2 separate regions of the Sus scrofa genome follow, and region 1 is linked to region 2. A link is a contact called in public HiChIP or PLAC-seq data. All regions are on one chromosome and are shown on one strand. Each heading gives the region's core, a stretch centred on a gene start, on an enhancer-like site or on the middle of the called end of the contact. The rest is flanking DNA. Distances are from core to core; before and after follow the strand shown.

The links. HiChIP or PLAC-seq counts read pairs in DNA pulled down with a chosen protein or histone mark.
Region 1: an H3K27ac HiChIP or PLAC-seq map of alveolar macrophages shows a contact between it and region 2. The contact joins the promoter of MAP3K3 here to the promoter of LIMD2 in region 2. A contact is called at or near these places in 7 of 47 Hi-C or Micro-C datasets (alveolar macrophages, blood, embryonic fibroblasts and 2 more) and 2 of 2 datasets of contacts at active chromatin or transcription factors (alveolar macrophages and skeletal muscle).

What each region holds. Positions count from the first base shown.
Region 1 is chr12:15,295,944-15,301,494 of Sscrofa11.1, reverse strand. MAP3K3 (mitogen-activated protein kinase kinase kinase 3) reads left to right here and starts at 2,711. Exons shown (of 17, transcript XM_003131293.6): 1 at 2,711-3,088. The coding sequence starts at 3,085.
Region 2 is chr12:15,222,753-15,228,688 of Sscrofa11.1, reverse strand. It overlaps LIMD2 (LIM domain containing 2), which reads right to left and starts at 3,339. Exons shown (of 5, transcript NM_001244711.1): 1 at 3,247-3,339; 2 at 2,416-2,510; 3 at 2,186-2,230; 4 at 1,967-2,106; 5 at 992-1,891. The coding sequence starts at 2,457. The coding sequence ends at 1,732.

The DNA.
Region 1 (5,551 bases), core at 1,462-3,961, 73 kb before region 2:
TAAGAGAAGCTACTGAATAGACTTTTGAATACAGGCAATGGAGTGGTTACTAGATTTCCAGTGGCATAAATATCATTCCATAGCCCAATGAAATTAAGAGTCAGATCTGAGCCTCAGACTGGCAGATTGTGACCTCAAGCACTGGCCTCTTACACACATTCTCAACAGGGGTGATATCCCCAACAGGATGAAAAATGATTCTTTTTTTCTCTTTTTACAGCCACACCTGGAATACGTGTATTGAAAATTCCTGGGCTAGGGATCGAATCAGAGCTGTAGCTGGGGCCAATGCCACAGACACAGCAATACTGGATCCAAGCTGCATCTTAGACCTATGCCACAGCTTGCGGCAACCCGGATTCTTAACAAGCAAGGCCAGGGATCAAACCCACATCTTCACAGAGACGTCGGGTCCTCAACCACTGAGCCACAACAGGATTTCCAAAAAAGGATTGAAAAATATCTTAGATATTATATAGGATGTCACCTTCAAAGCTCAACCCTACCTGACAAAAACCTCATTCCTTAGTATTTAATTTCTCTCATTAGGGAGAATTTAATTAAGTAGTTAAAATTTTTTTTCTTGTGGGGGTAGTGATAAAAAAACAGTTGAGAAACTTTGGTCAGTGCAAGATCACAGCCTTTTAGGATCCAGCATTGCCGTGAGCTGTGGGTAGGTCACAGATGCAGCTTGGATCCACTATTGTCTTGGCTTTGGCATAGGGCAGACATACAGCTCTGATTCAGCCCCTAGTCTGGGAACTTCCATATGTTGCAGGTATGGCTGTAAAAAGAACATGACATTTGGGTGTCAGACCTGATAGGTATCCTGGCTCTACCTCTTGGACATGGTCCTTAACCTCTCTGAACTTTTGTGTGTGTATGTTTTTAGGGCCGCACCCACAGCATATGGAAGTTCCCAGACTAGGGGTCAAATTGGAGCTGCAGCTGCCAGCCACAGCCACAGCAATGCCAGATCCGAGCTGCACCTGTGACATATACCACAGCTCACTGGCAACACCGGATCCTTAACTCAGTGGACGGAGCCAGGTATCGAAATGTCCCTTCTCATGGATATTAGTCCCACTAAGCCACAATGGGAACTTCTGAATGTAACTTTCGTCTTTCAAATACAATTACTATTTACTTCAGAGTTATTGAAAAGATGAGATGATGTGGCTGGCGTATGGAAAATGATTCATAAATATTAATTCTCTCCCCTTTACCTTCCCTTCCTAGAAAAGAGATTATTATAGTTAAGGAACTGCAATAAACTGGGTAGGGATCTAATTAAGTGAGAAAATGACAGACTTAAAAGCTTCCTGAAAGAAAAAAAACCCAAAAAACTCAGCAGACAAGAGGCCTGATTAAATATGGGGGTGGGGTGGGGTGGGGAGGTGGTCCTAAAGAAAGAGGGAAGTCTAAGGTAATCCTCAAGAGATTTGACACCCAAGGCCGTCTCCACTAAAGATTCTTAGTTTACAGTTGAAAATGGCACCAGAGGAAGATGATTCTGGCGCCCTTGATTAAAGTGATTACATTACACTTTAAGCAGGAACCAAAGGAAGGGAGCCTGTATTAATTGTGGTGGACTTATAGACTCTGAAGATCTGGGTGTATAACATGTTGAACAATGCGGGTTGGGAAAATTAGTTATGGGCACTCTTTTGAAATACGCAGTCAGTACAATTGTTTTAAAACAATATTCAGAGGCACGGGAAAATATGTTAAGCACACTACAAAACAGTATGAAGCCATTTTTGTCAAACGTTGCATATTTAGATAGGAAAGAGATAAAATATCCTGAGGTGGAATTTTTATTTCATTTAAAATATTTTTTGATACAAAGAGCTTGTGTTGCTTTTATGACCAGAAATTTTTTTTTTTCTTCCCGAAAGAACCCCTTTGACCTCGCCACTTAGTAGTTTCAGCCGTTGGCCAGCAGATTCCTAAGGTTCGCTTTCCGGCACTACCCTAGCTCCTTGGAGTGTATGTATAGCCCTCGAGGTGTGAGAAACAGAAAAAGGCGGGCAGTGGTAAGCCACTCCTGCGCAGCGTCTGGAGGACTGGCCAGTGCCCGGCGGCAGATATGGCCACACGCAGGGAAGCACTCAGAGCTTATTGCGCGCCTAGTGTGGGCACAGGGAGAAGGACGTCAACTTCAGGGACCGCCGAGAGCCGGACGGCGGGAGGCCAAGGGGGCCCTCTAGCCTCGTTCCCAAACTCCAGCACCAAAGCAGCAGGCGGGGAACAGCGCCAGCCCGCGCGCCAGTGGAGCCTTCGCTGACTGACGGGAGGTGGGCGTGTGGGCGGAGCCTCAAGCATTAGCTGTGATTGGAACAACCAACACCTCCCGGGAGAGAGGGGGCCAGCCTGCTAGGGATGCGCAGAGGAGGGTGCTCGGAACCCTCTACGCGATTGGCTAGCAGCGGAGTGAACGAGACAATGTTTCTATGATTGGCAGATGGTAGCCCGCCCTCGGAAACCTCCTTGGCTTCGACTATTGGTATCCTGCGAGAGTAGGCGGGATTGGTTCTTTGAGTGGTGCTGATGATTAGCTGGCGGCTGAAAGTGGGGTGTTGGAGAGAGCTGGGGGAGATGGGGCGGCGGGGGCAGCACTTCCTCCTTGTTATTGGCTGGTGAAGTGAGTGGAGGGGTGGTACCAAGGCCCAGCGAATGCCTGGGATTGGCGGGCGCTGCGATGAGTGACAGACAAGGGGGCGAGCTGCGCGACCAGCGGTTTGTTTTTCGGAGCGTTCCTGAGGTGGAGAACGGTGGCCGGACGGAGAGACTGCGGGACTGAGGGACTAGCTGGCGGGCGGGCCGAGCGGCGCCGCCGAGGCCGGGCTGGGCCGAGCCGAGGAGAGCCGGGGATGTAGCGGGCCACCCTGCCCATGCCACAGCGCCCGGTCGCGGGCGGAGCCGGAGCCGGAGCCTGGGGAGGCGGCGGGGGCCCCGAGTGCAGCCCGCGCCCCCCGCGCGGAGCCAGGCCCGCTGCCGTCCCCGCCGCCCGGGCCCCCGGCATGCAGCCCCGGCTGCGGAGGTGACACTCGGGCCCTAGCCGCCGCCGCCGCCATCGCCACCATGGGTGAGTGTCGCCACCGCCCCGGCCTGTGCCCGCGCTGCTTCGCGTCGCCCCGCCCCGGGCTGAGGGGAGGAGGACCCTGGGCCGCCGCCTGACAGGCATGGACAGCCCGCCCGACCCGGGCTGTGGACCGCCGGCGCCCGCCCGCCCGCCCGCCGCGCTCGCGGCTCAGCGGTTCCTCGGCCGGGGCGGGGATTCTGGCTTCCCCGGCCCGCGCGGGCGGTCCTGCCCGGCAGAGCCCACTCCGTAGCCTCCTTCCGGGCCGCGCGGCTGGCGCACCCCGGGGAAGCGGCGGCGGGTCGAGGGCCCATGTTCGGCGGGGCAGCTCGCTCGGCCCAAACGAGCCGGACCGCGAGCCCGAGGGCGGGGGAGCGCGAGCGCAGTGTGGGGCCCGGGCTGGAGGCTGGTGCAGGCCCAGCTGCTGTTGTGTCTTTTCCTTGATTTGCTTTTTTTTCCTGCCTGTGTCATTTCCTTCCCTTTGCTCACACAGGCCGGCCTGTGAGAGTTCCCGGGGCTTGCTCTCGAGCCCTGTGCGCTCCCCAGAGCGCGGGGGTGGGGGTGCGCCGAGGGGGGGCATGCAGGGAGATAGGCTAGGAGGTTATTAAAACCGCAATCACAGTTATCAACCTTATCAACCGCGCGGTTGAGAAAAGCGAGCTGCACGCAGGTTGCTGGAGGTTAGAAATTGGCCGCGGACTGCCAGTTATAATACACATTTTACTTTTGAAAAATCTTGTTGCAGTGTTTTACGTCCATTATTTTAATCTAACGGTATTCCTGAAATTATGTAACTTTAGAGAGAAACGTTCACTACACAATCTCTGTGAAAGCATTTCCTTTTTAATCGGTATTTGCAATTTCTGTTGTGAAGATGTAATCTAAGAAAAGCTTTTAATGTCTTCCACACGCAGCATTTGAACTGAATTATATTTCACGTCCTTTTTGGTAATTTAGCAAATGACTATTGGACTAGATTAAGTAGCAGATAACATTTTAGATGTGCTTTGCTTCTCTTGTTGAATCTTTTGATATCGTTGTCTTCAGCGGCAAGTTTTGCAATTTGATATCGTCCTAAACAATCAAGTGGTAGACTTGAGTAAAACGATTATTTGCAAAGCCATTGATTGCATCTGTGAAGAGCAGAACATTAATGTTTTCTTTGCCCTGTAGCAAGGTCAAGTCATTTTTGTAGGAGGTTAAGTGTTTTCTGTGTCATATTTGGCAGATATTCTTTTGCTGCCCATCTTTGCACTCTGGCTTTGAATGAATTGCCTTGTTCTACTCCATGCTGCCCCTCATACAGCAAGGGATGGGTATGTTCATTTCTTGGACTTACTGTTTCCTTCCCATGATTTACTTCAGAAGTGCTTGCTTCTGTGACAGTAAGCAGAAAAGGAATCCAGTGAGGCTGAGGCCTGGTATTTAAATACATAATTCAACAAACGCTTATTGAACATTTACTACAAATAGGGCACATAGTTCTTGTCCTCCCCAGGACACCAGACTTCGAACATTTATTTGTCTTGTGTTCTGGAATTTGTTGATTGAACTAAAACTTTGAAATGATTTGTGAACCTACATTTGTGATAATCTTTCTAGTGTATCTTTCTGTTTGTCCTGCGGTGGCAGTCTTAAGTCCCAAAGGGGAATGTGAAATACTTGAGGGTGTGCACACATCCCACTCCCCACTTTCTTGACTACTAAATCAGAGTGTCCAGATTTCATGTCTAACAAATAAATGTCAGCCTGTTTTCACATTTCAAGATATTTTCAGAAAGTTTAAGTGTGAGTATATGTAGACACAGTGATTGCGAGGAAAAGAACTGTATAGGTAGGGTCCAGAGCCCCAAAGGAAAACGGACCACAAACTCCATGGTCTTCTCTTTTGTCCCCATGTTTCCATGTCAGTTTTACATGGAAAAAATGAGATAGTGAGGGGAGAATTAGCTTGCCTGGTGATTGCAGTATTATTAGGCAAGTTGGTTTGAGAACCACTGCCTGGCTTTCTTTAGCGCTTAAACCTTCATACCACTCTTGCTTTTTTCTTTTTTGTAGATGACCTTGACGTGCAATTAGGGCTAATACTGAATTCTCTTAGAACATGGTCCATCAGATTATATGTTTACACATGCAGTCTCTTAAATAGTAGTTTCCATTTTGGTGATGTAAGTGATGAAAATTCATATTCCCAGGTTAGTTTCTTTAGTTGCTGAGTTTTAATTCAAGGGGTAATAAGTGCAAAACGTAGACTTATTAATATTTTTATTATACTCGTTAAACTCCAGCCCAGTGAAGAAAGGACTAAACTAATTGAGTCCCTGCCCTGCAGGTTCCTTGGTTAACAGTCATATTTTCCTGAGCTGTTCTAAGCCCCAGATTCAAGCTTGTTTGACAACTTGGGTTGGTAATGAAAACAGACCAGATTTTATATTGACTATTAACCCCAATAAATTTCTAGTGGAAATT
Region 2 (5,936 bases), core at 2,090-4,589:
GTGCCATTGACTAGCCTTCCTAGCCCAAGAAAGGACTCTGTGGTATATCCTTGCAGGGCTGGATCAGGCACCTCCAGGAGTCACCTCACTGGTCTCTGTCCCTGGTCTAGCACTGTTATCGATTAGCTCAGAGCAGAGACCATCCTTGTCTCCAGCTGAGGCCTCTGGTGCAGAGTTGGGCCTGCCCTGATGGGGCTCTCCAGCAACTCTCCTCACACTCTGGGGTGACATTTCTGCTGTTAGCTCTGCCACTTCCAGGGGCAGTGTCTACCACCACACAGTACTGTGACTCACCTGCCACCCGAGTTTGAGGTCCTGATCATTTAGCAACTTAAGGACGCATATGGGGTGGAGGCAGCAGATCCCCCCCAGGAGTCTGCCCTCTTGTTCAACTCACATAGTCCACAGGTGGTTGGGAGGGAATCAGGACAGTTGGGTCTGGGGGTCCCAGTTCCTCCAAGCTTGGCTTGTTTGCTCTGCTGGAAACTTATCCCTCAGAGGAGCAGATGAGCTGTCTCTCTTTAGTCTACTTGGGATGGTGACCACGGCTGCCCCATTCCCTGGAGCTTGAAAAAGCAGGAGGAAGAGGACAGACTGGGAGACCTCTGACAGAACTTACTGGATCTGCTTGTTCCCACCACACCTTCCTGATTCCCAGGGCACAGGGGGTCCAGAGCAGGGTTCGGCAAAAAGATTCTGTCTCACACCCCCACATCCTCAAGCGCAGTAAGGCTTGGCCCCATCACCCACTGCCAGCCTGACCTTCCCAAGGGTGAGGAGCAGTTTCAGTCAGCAAACACTGGGTCTGAAAGCATGGAGACCTGCCTGGGAAGCGTACCCCCTTTCTCAGGCTGCCTGATAGGCCTCTGACACCCATCACCGCCACACCCCACCACCAAAGCCACCGTGCTCTGGGCTGACCCTGTCACCTCAAGTCTGTGTCCTTCCTGTCACAAAGCCCCCCATCCGGCCACATAATACAGAGTCAGGATCTGTTGAAACATGTTTTAAAACAGGTTTGATCACAACAGTCAGAACCAACAGAAATAGGAGAAGAGGGAGCATGGCCCTGCCAGCTCCCCGCCAGTCTTTGTGGCTCTCAGCCTGGCGGATGCTTTAGCTTCTGCTTCTTCAGCGGTGCAAGATGGTCCCAGGCCCACATGGGCATGCCCTGCCTCACCTTTTTTTGGGGGGGGGGGCAGGGCTGCTCCCCTTCCCGCCCCTCCCCGGGGGGGGGGTCCTGGTGGGCACCTGGAGAGGCCCAGCAGGGCGCACCCTGGCTCACCTTCCTCCATTCTCCATGGCTCAGGACCAGGCTAAGGGCAGAGGTAGATGGGGAGACGTGGGGGCTGCCCAGGGCCCCAGGTGGCAGTGAGGAGCTCAGGACCCTGAGGAGGGCATGCTGACTCCTTGCTGGAGAAAAGGCACCTAGATAGGGAAGCTGAATCTGGGGGCCTCCCAAGGGGGCCACGGGGTGAAGTGGGGTAGGCTGAAAGAAGCAGGAAGCAGGGTGCTGAGCAAAGCCCAATCCTGGTTCCCAAACCCCGGCCTACTGAGGGAGAAGAAGAAATCCTGGAGCAAAGCCCTGTCCCCATAACCCTGCCTGAGCAAGATGGCCTCATCCCCTTCCCACCCTGCCCCAACCAAGCCCAAGGTCCAATCTCCCACCCTTCCAACTGCCCGCTCCAGGCCCTCTATGGAGGGAGGAGGGAGGGGACTGCCAGAGGGGCCTCAGGCTGTCTTGGTGCCGGAGTCCACCTCCTTGTGGGCCCAGAGCTCCTTGTGCTGCTTCCGGCCAAAGCCTTCATCGTAGTTGCCTTTGCTCTTAAACAGCTGCTGAAAGTGGGGTTTGCAGTAAAATTCCCCATGCAGCGCTGCATAGCTGCCCAGGCTGCAGAAGCAGAACAGCTGTGGTCAGGACAGGGCAGGACCGGAAGGCCAGGGCGGGGGTAGGGAAAGGGCGCACCTGAGCTTGGTGTGACAGTGCTTGCAGCAGAAGCAAGAGTTGTGGAAAATGAGCTTGTCAGCCACCAGCCGCTCCATGGGGTACACAGTCTTCTGGCAGGCAGTGCAGGTCTCCTTCACCTGGGCCCGGAGGCTGAAGGACTGTTCCAGGAGAGACTCCATCAGGGACCTGACCACCCCCATCCCTTCCTCCCCGCACACGCCAGACGCAGGGCCCTACCTTGGAGCGCTGCACGGTACTGCTTCCTCCGCCGCCTTTGGTTTCCTGAGGGAGAGGGCAGTGGGGCAGGGTCAGCTGAGGAAGGGCCCCCCTCCCACGACCATCACCAGACCAGATCCCAGGGACACTTAATCAAGGAGGGGAAGGGAGACAGGCTGCTCCTCACCCGTTCACCCCCAGGCCAGACACCTGCGGGGATGGAGTGCCCTCCCACCCGGCTGATCACCTACATGAGAAGGGGTGGCCTGGGCGGCTCCTGCAGCCTGGAACATGGCTCGTTGGAGGCGATGGAGGCGCCGGGTGGAGACGCGGCACCCGCAGGGTTCTGCAAGGGGAAGTCGGTTGGGAGGGCCCCACAAGCCCTTCCCCAGCTCGCAGGGTGGGGGTGGGGGTGTTTACAGCAGGGGGCTGGGGGGCTGTGGTTGGGACTTTCCCTAAGTCATTTCCTGTTGCTCTGGGTCTTGCCACTTCCGCCCCTCACCCACCCGCCGCCCCCCTTGGCCAGCCCGCCCCCACGCAGCTCCCCAGGGAACAGGGGTCCCTGAGTGGAACCATGTGTCGGGGGAAGAACAGAGTCAGCGGCAGCGGCTGGGGGAAGGGCTCCGCGCAGCCGCCCGAGCGCCCCGCGAGCTCTGACCTCGCCTGGCGCGAGAGGAGGTCAGCAGAGAGCGGGCCGGGCCAGGGCTGACCCCAGCTCGACGCCACCCAGCTCGGGGCCGAGCACTGCCCGCTCCACCAGCCCAGCCCCTGGACAGCGCTCGCGGGCTGGGCCACCCGCCCGGCGCGGCCAAGCCGCCGCCCGCGCGCCGCGCTCCTCGGCCCCGGCCCCCACTCTCAGGACCCTTGCGGACCCAGCCGAGGGCACCCCTGCCCCGCCCCGGCCCAGAGGCCCGACCCGAAGGACGCACGCTGGCCTCGCAGCCCCGGGCGAGAGCGACGGGCTGAAGCGCTCGGCGTTGGGACCCCGTGGGCGGCGGCCCCAGCGTCCGCAGCCCCCACCTGGGCCGCCGGGATTGCAAGCCGGATGCCGGCCCCTCCCCCGGCCCGCCCGCGAGTCTCACCGGGCCCCGGCCTGTGCCGAGGGGCGGGGGTCGGTCTCCGGGGGACGCCGCGGGTGCGAGGAGCGCGCGGGAACGAGCCGCCGCCGTTGCCAGTGGTCCCTGAGCGGCCGCGGCCGCCAGCGCCTTATCACGGCGCCGCCCCCGCCGGCCCCCGCCCCGCGCCCGCCCATTGGCTCCGCCGCGCCCAGAGCCGCCTCCAGGGCCCCGCGCCGCCGCCGACCCCTTTCTGCGCTTTGTCTTCCCCTCACTCGGCGTCCCTCGCCTTTGTCTACCCCCGCGTCGACCCCGCGCTCTTTGGCGCTCCGCACCGCCCAAAGGCTTCGCGCTCGCTAGCCTCGCGAAACCGGCCGCCCCGTCGGCCCGCTCCGGACGGAGGCAGGGACCCGAGCCCGAGGGTCCGCATCGCAGGCCTCGGGGCGGGGGCAAGCCCAGGTGGAGACGCTGGGGTCGCGGGATGAACGGCGCTCCCGGCGAGGCCCCCGCGGCGGAAAACAATAACCAGGCGCGCCTGGGCCTCTGGCAGCTTCCATTTTCCCGCTCCAGGGGCCCTGCTGCACGGAGGACCCGCGGGGGCGGCCCGGAGGCCCGCCCAGCGACCCCGCGCCTCTCCCACGCCCCCTCGCGCGCGCGCGGAGGCCTCCCGACGCCAGGGGCGCCTGCGCGGCCGCCAAGAAGGCAGAGCGGCCGGGCACGCGGTACAGCCACGCGAGGCGGCGAGGCCTGGCCCGCGCCGCAGGGAGGGTCCCGGGGCCGCGATGTTCAGTCTCCTTCGGCCAGCAGCCCTCCAGCCTTCTCCCGCCGCCCCGGAGACCGGGGCCCGGGAGGCTGCGCCTTTGGCGCCCAGAGGGGCGGCCGCCGCGCTTCCGTTCCTGGGCTTTGTGGGCTTAGTCATCCCCCGCCCCTGAGAGAAGTGAGGTTACCTCTTTCAGAGAAAGATTCCCAGCCTTCATAAAAAGCGAACCTGGGCTCATGCAAACACCACTTGACACAGGGGGGTGAGACCTGAGGATGTGAAGTGACTTGTTCCAAGTACCAAAGCTGGAGCAGCAGGGCTGGCATGAGAGGCCAGGGCTTCTGACCCCGACCCGGCTCCTGACGCGCTGCCCTCTGGCCTAGCCCGCTGCCTGGGCTCCGGCACGCGCTGCAGCAGGTCTGAGGCACGTAGGAGGAACCTGTGGAGCAGAGCCTCGGCCCTGCGGGGAACACAGCCTCTGCGAGGACCCCAGGGACCTGCCCGCTGGGCACCAGGGACTGCTGGGCTGTGCCTGATGCCAGGCTGGAAGCTGTTGCGCGAAGCACAGCCCTAAACATAGCTTGTTTCCACAGTGTGGCAGGAATAGAACTGGCGGCTCCAGAGCGCAGCCCACACGCTTGTCAGGGAACAGAACAGCGCGGCGCCCCCGGCGCCTGGCGGGGGAGTGCGGGAGGCGACAGGCGCCCCCAGCCCCCAGCCGCTCCCTCGGCTCCCTCAGCGCCCGCGCCCCGCCTGGCTTTCCTCCTCAGCCTCCGGGCCCTCTCCGCAGGAAGCTTTCCGCTGGGGCTGAGCTGCAGGCCCCCGGCGGGTGTGGGGGAGAGACTCCTAAAACCCGCCCCGGGCAGCATCTTTCCCGGCCAGGCGCCCACACCTGTCGTCAGGTTCTCCCAGGGGCTGTGCTGAGGCAGGAAAGGTGACGAAGGCCCCGGAGGCACAAGCTGCGCTGCGCGGGGCTGGCACCTGGGCACTCCCCGGCCGCCCGGCCCCAGGCCCCGGCCCGCCCAGGACGTTCCCGGGCTGAAGGGCGGGGTGGAGCCCACGGAAGCAGCACTCTGGGCGCTGAGGATGAGCTAACAGCAAGGTGAAGCAAGCGGTTCAGAGGAAAGAAAACAAGCTGATAATGGTGTTAACAAAAGGGAACTTGAGGTTTAAAGAAAAAAAAAAAAACCACACATGAGCTGAGTGGGACGGTTGGAAATAAACGTGACCTGGCCTTGTCCTCCCTCCGCCATGTCAGGTTCCCCACTCCCTCACCGCTGGGGCCATTCCCTTCTCGTCCATCCCTGCGACTGCCCAAGGGAAGAGGTTTTCCATTTTTGAAACTGGTGTTAGAATTTCTGAGGAAAGTGAGGGCATCAGATGGGTCAAAGCAGCTACAAGGGAGAGGGAGGGGCACTTCCTTGATCTGACATCTGAAGTGCCTGAGCTAGAGAGGAGCACACACCCTGCACGGACTGGCCGGGGGTGCTGGGGCGGCTGCTGGGAAGCACCACAGAGGAGAGAGAGGTGAGAATCATCCCCTGGCCGCCAGCCAGCATGATGGAGAGGGGCCGGCTGGTTCTTAGGTTACCTGCTCTTTGAATATTACTTCCAACGGTAAGGAGACACCATGCATCTCGTTACAAAACAAAGTCCTCCACCTCCTTTCCTGCCAAAGCTGAGCCTCTTCTGCCTGGACTCCAGTGGCCCTGCAACAGGTCCTGCGGAGGGGCTGGTCTCCAGCACTTCGACATTTCCAGCCGCAAGGTGGTTTGCTGGCCACAGGCTAAAATTAATGGCTTCAACATTAGAGAGTTAAGAGACAAATCTATTACGGGTTTTAACAGAAATGTGTGTGTTGCAAGGCTGTCTAGCTAATGAAAGAGGTCACTGCCGTGTTCCCACAGCACTGGTGGGATCACGCTCTTCTTCGGATGGCAGAACCCAGGGCGGGATG